Linked DNA regions of Zea mays: region 1 is linked to region 2. Evidence: chromatin contacts called from public Hi-C data. All regions are on one chromosome and are shown on one strand. The core of a region is the stretch at or near the end of the contact, and the rest is flanking DNA. Distances in the headings are between cores, read along the strand shown. Region 1 holds the start of LOC103627167 (U-box domain-containing protein 73). Region 2 holds the start of LOC103627164 (F-box protein At5g50450).

Region 1 (4,506 bases), core at 447-2,946, 220 kb before region 2:
ATCAACAGAAATGAAAAAGGTAACTGATAGTGTGGACTGTGGAATTCATATGGCCAAAACAAAGCGAAGTATCCGCCGGGAATTGCAAAGAAAAAACTGAAATGAGAAGGGTGCTTACATGTCCAGACGTCAGGATGAGCGGATCAGCAATAATATCTCTCTCCAGTTGTGATATCTGTAAATAAATCACTGTTGTGAGATCTATTTAATGTAAAGAACAGGAATAATACAAAACTCCTAAAAAGAACTGTTGGCGGACTACACCTAACTCAGTCAAGACTCAAGAGTGCCTTGTCATTAGAAGGAGCAATGAGCATCTCTAACTGCTTATTGGTGCAAAGCAAAGTTATTAGCCCGTCCCCACATTCCAGCCATCAAGAAACTAATAAAGGACTACACCAAACACTTGAGACTGTCAATGTATCAAGAACTTTAAGAACCGATAAGGGCATGCACAAACCTGAGACGTTGCTTCGGGTTTCTAAGTACAAGAGACACTTAAGATACTCTGATATAATTCTGAGCCTCTAGACTATAAATACAGTTAAGAAACAATATGCATAGAGTTGTGTAGTTTTCCAAATACAAGAGACACTTAAGAGACTCTGTGATACAACTCTGAGCCCTAAACTATAAATACAGTTAAGAGACAATATGCATATAGAGTCACGAAGAGAAGAGTCTGTCTCTTGCAATTTTTTTCATCTAACCCATAGAGACCTCAAGAGACCCATATTAAACATTGGTTTTTTAAGGTGGTTCCATATTAAATGGATTGTACATGCTTTAAGAGAGACAAGGCAGAACGCAGCATGAGCCAAAGACAAGAAGGCAGAGCAATCTATGATACGTACATTACCATGAGGCCATTTGGACCTGAACTCGGCAGGCAACACGGGGACTCTCTCCCTCCCTTTGAAGGAGACATCCATGAGGCCCTTCATAGCAAGCTCCATATCAACAAACGCCCCGCTGTTCTGGCCTCCCTGGATTCTCGCCAACGCGGACTTCATCATGGTCGCCGCATGGACAGACCTGTCCTGAGCCGCGGGCTGCACGTCGTCTCCCTCGGCACCTGCTTCCGACGGATGCCTGGGCGCGGAACTCGCGACGTCGGCACCCTCCTTAGCGCGCTCCTGCTCTTCTCGCTGCGTGCCTACCAGAACTCCAGGCGACGGGGGAGCGGTCGTCAAGGCAGCGGAGTCATTCTTGCTCTTCTTGGACGCATTCCCGAGCAGCCGCCTCCACAGCGGTACATTGGTGGCTTGCTTGGCCGCGTAGCTCCTCTCTATCGCCCTCTCCACGGAGCGGAGCAACTCCTCCTCTTTGGACGAAAGCCTCGGGGAAGACATGGCGCCTGTCCTTCTAGGACTCTTGCCCTGCTAAGTCGAGGCGAATGAGGAGGTGGTGGTGGCCTGGTAGGTTCTTGGTTTGTGAGTTGGTTTCTGGACGGAAGAGTCGATGACGACGTTGGGTTCAGGGCAATATATATAGGGGAGGGCGAGAAGCGGTGGTGGTTTGCCTATGAGGATAGCGCGGCGCGGCGAGATCGATCAGACATTTCGTCGAGCACGAAGCACATAAGGACTAAGGTCTCGTCCTTTCCTCGATCGCCTGCGGGCTGCGGCAATACCAGCGTGGCAGCGTCCGAGACAGCGACGGCATTCGCCGCTCGCTGGAGACAGGCAATTGTGCGTGCTCCGCCGCGGGCAGTAAGGCATGCCGTCGGCAGGTGGGACCGTGGGAGGCTTGCGTGAGGCAGTGCGGGACTGCGGGGAGGGGGAGTGACCGAGGGGCAGGATGTGCGAGGTGCGACATCTGGGAGCGAGCTGCGAGCAAGTCTGGTTTGCGCGAGTGCTTTTGCGACAGCGAACGAGGTGTGCATGCTCGACAACCGACATGGTTACGACCCAGTGTCGAAACACCATGAGGGCGACGTTTGTGGAAGTTCGCTCGAACAACCTAAGGGCATATAGAGTGGAAGATACCATATCGGTTCTCTAAACATAAACGACAACTAAAACACTCTATTATACAATAAAGTGTTTATAAATATAGTCTATTAATAAATACAAAAGTGAATGTGTCTTTAGAGCATCAGATTGATATAACAGACGACAAATTCGTACCAGGGAAGTAAAGGCATCTGTTACTACTTGTTATGAGTCAGAGATGTCTCTTAACGAAGGGACGACTATATGATTTTTTTTTTGCAAATTTCCCTTTAGACACCTCAAAAAACCTCTATATTAAACACCATTGTACATGGCCTAAGCAGCAACATGGCTACCCTGATAGAGGAGTCATTCTACTCAGCAAACGACCTGACGAGTTAGGCCCTGTTTGAAAGCAACCTAGTTTTTAAGAATCTAGTTTATATCTACAATTTCTAGAAACTGGTTAACGGTGTTAAGAACCACCTCAGTTTTCATAAACTGCCTTTAGCTAGGTGAGACTAGATTCTTGGTTTTTAAGAAACCGATAATCCAATGTCTATAAACTAGTATGTTTGGAATAAACTAGTTTCTTAAAAATCGGGTGTTGTTTGGAATAAACTAGTTTCTTAAAAATCGGGTGCTTCCAAACAGGCTCTAGTCGAGCATGAGGTTGGACCGTTGGAGTCGAGATCATGGTGTTGTGCGATGTCAGAATCGAACCTAGTCATGGACGGCAGTGTGAATGGGGACAAGAATTATGTGATCTAACCTCTAGCTTGTTTGGTAGCCACGAGAATGGAGGGGATTTGAGAGGTTAAGGACATGTTTGGCATGGCTCTACTCCACCCTAAAATAGCTCTGCTCAAATTCTAGAACGGAGCATATCTACTTCAGAGTTTAGATTGCTTTCTCATAAACACTGGCAATGGTGGGTAAATACCTTTAAACTACATGTTTAGGTTGTCTTTTAAGGATTTTAGAGCTGTAAAAGGAGTACTCCAAAAATTTGCACTTTAGCTCTTAAAACTCTATAGAGTTTGCAACTCTCGAGTTAGAGTGTTTGGTTGACTCTATCCAGCACCTCTGGAGTTTTGCTCTGGAGCTATGCCAAACACCCCTAAAATCCCTTTACTATTTAATTTTAAATAATAAGGTGATTTTAACCCTTTCAATTTCCTTCTTCCAAACATGCGGTAAGGCTGCCTTCGATGGTATTGCTCCCATGTGGAGGAACACTCACACACTGTTTTCCCTAGATGGCTCAAAAGATTCCCCGCAAACGAGCGTGGATGAACAAATTCCCGACACATGTGACGTAAAGAATATACGCCCGAAAACACCGTTTTAGCTAATTGATGACGCGAGTGAAGTTTACAGGCACATATAGAGGAAGTCGACGAGCAGACAAGCGCATGCGCTGGAGCGTCGAGTCGCTGGTGTCGCTCGTTTAGGGCCTCTCGTCCAGCACACGCAGCGCTCTACTGGGAACTTCGTAACGGTTATGAATCATTACGATACAAAGCAGATCAAAATAGAGAAAATATAAATTTAACGTGTAAACCCTCTCCAAAGCGAAAGGGGAAAATAACGGACGTCGGCCATCAACAATCTCACTATTTTTTTGGGTGGTTACAAAGCGTAGGAGATTTACAATAAGAAGACTATCTCCTTCGGATTACAAGTATATTTATAAAGGCAAAACCATAAAGTGAGTAGGGAACGATTCGTGCTTGGAACTCTCCGGCGATCTGTAACCACCCGTCCAAGCCTCCTAACGACGGGCCTCCGCTTTGCTCGCCAACTTGGCTGACTTCTTCAAAATTTAGATCACAAACTCAACAGTGACCTCACGGCATTGGTCAGGGAGGCACTCGACCTAGCGCGGCACACTGCCTCGTCCCCGCGCTGGGTGGACTACCGCGTCGTGCAACTGTCGCATCAGATGGAGGCGGCCGACCACGGATCGTGCGTTGGCTGGAGCAGGGAGCAGGAGCGGGCGAAGGACAAGGCAAGAGAGCAGGGAGCGAGCAGAGGTTGGGAATAGGAAACCACAGGAAGAGGGGATGCAACTTTCTTCCCTAGTTTTTTAAAGATTCACATGATATCCAATGTCCTATTGTTCGCATCAGTAAGCTTCAACATGCTATTTGTTGGTAAATTATGTGATATTGGATTCCAATGTCTATTCATAAATAAGGAGGTTGTTGTGTCTAAGAATGATGATAACCAAGTCATATTCAAAGGATTTAGATACAACAACTTATATTTGTGGACTTTAAGACAATTCTATTCACCAAAACATTACTTGGGTGTTATTGCTTATATGGCTTGCTTATGTCGGGATAGGGACACTCAATAGACTATTGAAGAAAGAGATGGTTAGAGGGTTAAACAATGCTTTGTTTGAAAAGGATAATCTTTGTAGCGCATATCATGCCATCAAACAAGTTGCAAGTACACATCGTACAAAAGCATTCATGTCAATATCAAGGCCACTAAAGCTTCTACAACATAGATTTATTTGGTCCAACATCATATGCAAGTGTGGGAGGCAACCTCTATTGTCTCG
Region 2 (4,081 bases), core at 992-3,491:
TTGGTATGGTTGGGACATTTAAACTTACTAAGCTTCTCACTTCTAATCAAAGTATAATCTTTTGTTTGTAACTTCCTGATGCATATTTAGTGACGACTAAACACCCACATTATACATACAAGCACATTAGAGAATGGGGGTTCTACACAAACATGGTCAACTACTCATAACACAAGAGTCTTGGGTTCAATTATGTTAACAAGAAGCATTCAAACATTTGAATGATCCACAACATAAGGTCCATAGTGTCACAAAACATTTAATGAAGGATGTTTTTTCATGGAAATCATTTGGCCCATCATCCAAATGGAGGGAAACAAATGCCACCCACCCTATAAGCACTTTATGCTCACAATCATGTGGGCCAAATAAGATCATTTGGGCACACATTCTCAAGGCCCATGTGCGTCACTTTCTAGACGAGTTCACTTGTCACTTATTGGTTTTATTTTCTCCATTTATAAAACTTGGGCCTTCTACATATATGTTACTATACTCTTTCTCTTCTTTTGCGGTTGTCCCGCATATGGGCTAAGGACATTCTCAATGGTAATGCCAAATCGCTAATGTAATTGGGTAGACACTGAAAACAATAAAAAATACAAGAAGTATGACGTGACTCTACATAGAGCATTCGATTTGAGAGATAGAGCTTTTTTGTGGTTCATGTAGACTAGTGAGTTTAGACACGCTAGCGTGTTATTCTCCTCCATTATGCCAGATGAAACCGTATGTAAGCTATCAGTTTAGTAACCGTTGTGGATACCCTAAGTAGATGCAACTTTTTGTGTGGTTTGAGGATACACGTGCATGGGGTGAAATGATGAGTTTTTTTGTCGTGATGTGGATTGATGACTGACGTTAGCATGCAAGAAGTTTGCATTGTGCGATACTAGTCCATTATCCCTACAAATATGAACATTTTCTTTATTTGGCATTAATCTTTGTTTTGCAATGTTTATCATAAATCTAACATAACATGATCCATATTGTATACTTTTGGGAATACTATTCTTACTATCAATTTATATGTCAGCGATGTTAACCTAACCTACAAATGAAGTTCTGCAAAGTTGCTACACTGTTTGTGCACAAGCTATTATATATTAGATGTATAATAGAAACTACTATCATCCCCACCACATAAATTATTAGTACAAGAGGCGTTATCTATAAGCACAAGTTGCTCGCGGTCATACAACATATTTTGCTACACTACCTTGGTTTATATAATATCAAGAACTAATAAGGAATATTGTATCAATACAGTTTTGTATTGGGGTATTTTTAATTGTTCTCATGGCGAACCTGTATTTTTCAAATTATATTTTTAATATTCTTTTATGTTGATAGCATTTTCTCTATGAGATTTTGTTGTAATTCCTCTGATAATTTCTTAACGATCACTCAATCTATGTTTGGATGGTTCTTGTTGCACAATTGAATTGTTGCTATGGCAAAACACTATATAATTTTGTTGTCATTCTTTTTTCGAAAGCATGCAAAGAAGTTTGTGCATCTTTGGATGAAGATCGAGAAAATGTTGAAGTTGCAAGGACACACTACTATGGGCAGGGTGTTGTTTTACAATTCGGGTTGCTCCCCTAGCAAATTAAAGATGGGGCTTAGGCGATTACTCACGAATAAGCTGTCTAACTTAGAGTCTCCGACGTCAATACAGCGGTCCGCCTCTTGCTTGATCAAGGAAAGGATTTGCTAGACAGGTGTTGTTGCTACTCAAATTTGTTTTTAGGTGTTTCCATCTATGATGGCAGGTTTAAAATGTCCCCATGTGACTATATATTACATGTTGTTCTTGTCAAATACCGTACCACACAATCTAGCTACATGTTCTTTTCTAATATGCTCTTGTGGCATGTTTGAATTGTTTCCAGTAAAAGTACATCTATCATTCTTGTGGTATGTTTTAACATTTCGCATCGTAATTTGTTTTAACATATAATGAAGTGACTATATATATGTTTTAACATTATTTCTCATCTTTCTAATGAACTATTAAATCGCATATATGTTTAAAATTCAGTGTCTTAGTGGTGGCCAAAGTTAACGCAAGAGCGCCCACGTACGAACAAGCTTAGGAAGGCCGTGGGCCTGTTGGGGGGCATGCAAAACGTTCGATTCGAAGCAGCAGGCGAACGGCTGTCCCGGACGGAGGACATGCCGTCGATCCTAACTAACGGCGCGCGACCCCGGGGGGCAGCAGGGGTTTTGGGTAAACTGGCCGCGCGCCGCATCTGCGTGCCCACCCCGCCTCCTCCCCTCGCTATAAATAGCACCGCCATGGCCAGCCTCCGCTTAACTATCTCCATCTTCTCTCTTCACTCCGAGGATCGGAGTGAAAGGAGCACTAGCTACTGGCAGTATGGTGAGTCTGTGTCTGCAGGCGAAGAGGCCTCGGGTGGGGGCGGCGCCACGGGTTGTGGCGAACCAGATGGGGGCGTTCGAGGTGCTGCCCCAGGAGCTGATCCTCTCCGTGCTCACCGCCCTGTCGTCGGCCGCGGACAAGCCCGCCGACCTCTTCAACGTCATGCTTGTGTACGTGCACGCGCCGGCCGGACCCCATGCATCCTAGCCTAGCTAGCTACATGTTTTTTTTTTTGGTTTGCTCTCTGATTCTGCTGGAAGAAGGCACAGCATGACATGGACGAGCCCATGCATGCTTGGAGTAATTAATTGTTGATTATTACTAGCTCCGCTTCGAACCATGGCATGCAGGTGCCAGGAGTTCTGCAGGCTGGTGACTAACCCGCAGGTGATCCGGGCGGCGTCGGCGGCGTGCGTGTCCGTGCTCCCGCGCAGGTGGTGCGCAGCCGCCGACCGTTTCCTCCGCTTCTGCGGCGACAACGGCAACGCGGACGCCAACTTTTTCCTCGGCATGGTGCGTCGTCCCGGCCCGTGTGTCTCATTCCCGTCTCCCGAGTACTATAAGTGGTCCTGCGTGCTTGTCTTTAGTAGTCTACTACGCGGACAACGAACGCACATCACATAAACTGAAGTGAATACATACTGATCGATTGATGGATGCATCCATGTCCATCGATCGGGGATCTTTCGGCTTCTCTCTGTCTGCACGCACCCGATCGACACACACAGATCCAGTTCTACTGCTTGGGGCTCCAGACCCATGGGTGGTCCCGCATGCTGATGGCGGTGCGGTCGGGCCACGCGCACGCCGCCTTCGCCGCGGCCGTCGTCTACTACAACGGCAGCTGCATCGACCACAACCAGAGGCAGCCGCTGGCGGCCGCGAACCTGTTCGCGCTGGCGGCGTGCCGCGGCCACATGGGCGCGCTGCGCGACCTGGCCTTCTGCGTCAGCAACGGGCTGGGCGTGCGGCAGGACGCCGAGGCCGGCCGCCGCCTCACCTTCACGGCCAACCTGCGGGAGTTCCGCGCCACGTACCCGACCGCGGCGGAGCAGGCGGTGGCGTACGCCCACGTGGTCGGCAACCCCGGGTGCCTCACCAGCGAGCTCGGCTGCTTCACCACCGTGCCGGCCAGCCTGCGGGGGTGGGCGCACCCGGCCAACCGGTTCCTGTGCGACTGGTTCTCGGCGAACCCGCTGCCGTTCCCGCCGCGGCGCCTGCTGCTCATGTGCTCCATGCCCACCTGCGGCCGCCCGGAGACGCGGGGCCTCGAGTACCGCCGCTGCCCCGTCTGCGGCATCGCGCGCTACTGCTCCCGCTCCTGCCAGTCGCTGCACTGGAGGATGGGCCACACGCGGGAGTGCGTCCCCACGCACCAGTGGCTCATGGAAGCCATTGCCAACCACGCCGTCGTCAATGCCGACGACGGCGCCAATGCTGCTGCTATGCCCGCTGTCAACAATAATAGCGCCACTCACCACAACAATCTCGGTGGTGCTGCTGCTGATGCTCCTGCTCCTAAGTAGACATGCGTCGACGAGCCGGCCCGCTAGCTATTCACCAGCGCTAGCTACTACACCTCTCCTATCCTATGTTCTCAGTTAACTTTCTGTCAGACAGTAGTTTTGTTTTCCTTCGTGTAATCGCCTAGATATATATATTTCCATTTCTAAAATATATACCTGTGAGTTTTCT

The links. Hi-C and Micro-C count contacts between places; a contact is called where the count stands out from the background.
Region 1: a Hi-C map of ear shows a contact between it and region 2, with 2.0 times the contacts expected there. The contact joins the promoter of LOC103627167 here to the promoter of LOC103627164 in region 2. A contact is called at or near these places in 3 of 25 Hi-C or Micro-C datasets (ear, leaf and tassel).

What each region holds. Positions count from the first base shown.
Region 1 is chr5:164,816,818-164,821,323 of Zm-B73-REFERENCE-NAM-5.0, reverse strand. It overlaps LOC103627167 (U-box domain-containing protein 73), which reads right to left and starts at 1,696. Exons shown (of 3, transcript XM_008647470.4): 1 at 855-1,696; 2 at 119-175. The coding sequence starts at 1,352.
Region 2 is chr5:164,600,251-164,604,331 of Zm-B73-REFERENCE-NAM-5.0, reverse strand. LOC103627164 (F-box protein At5g50450) reads left to right here and starts at 2,241. Exons shown (of 3, transcript XM_008647468.4): 1 at 2,241-2,556; 2 at 2,737-2,899; 3 at 3,115-4,081. The coding sequence starts at 2,384. The coding sequence ends at 3,912.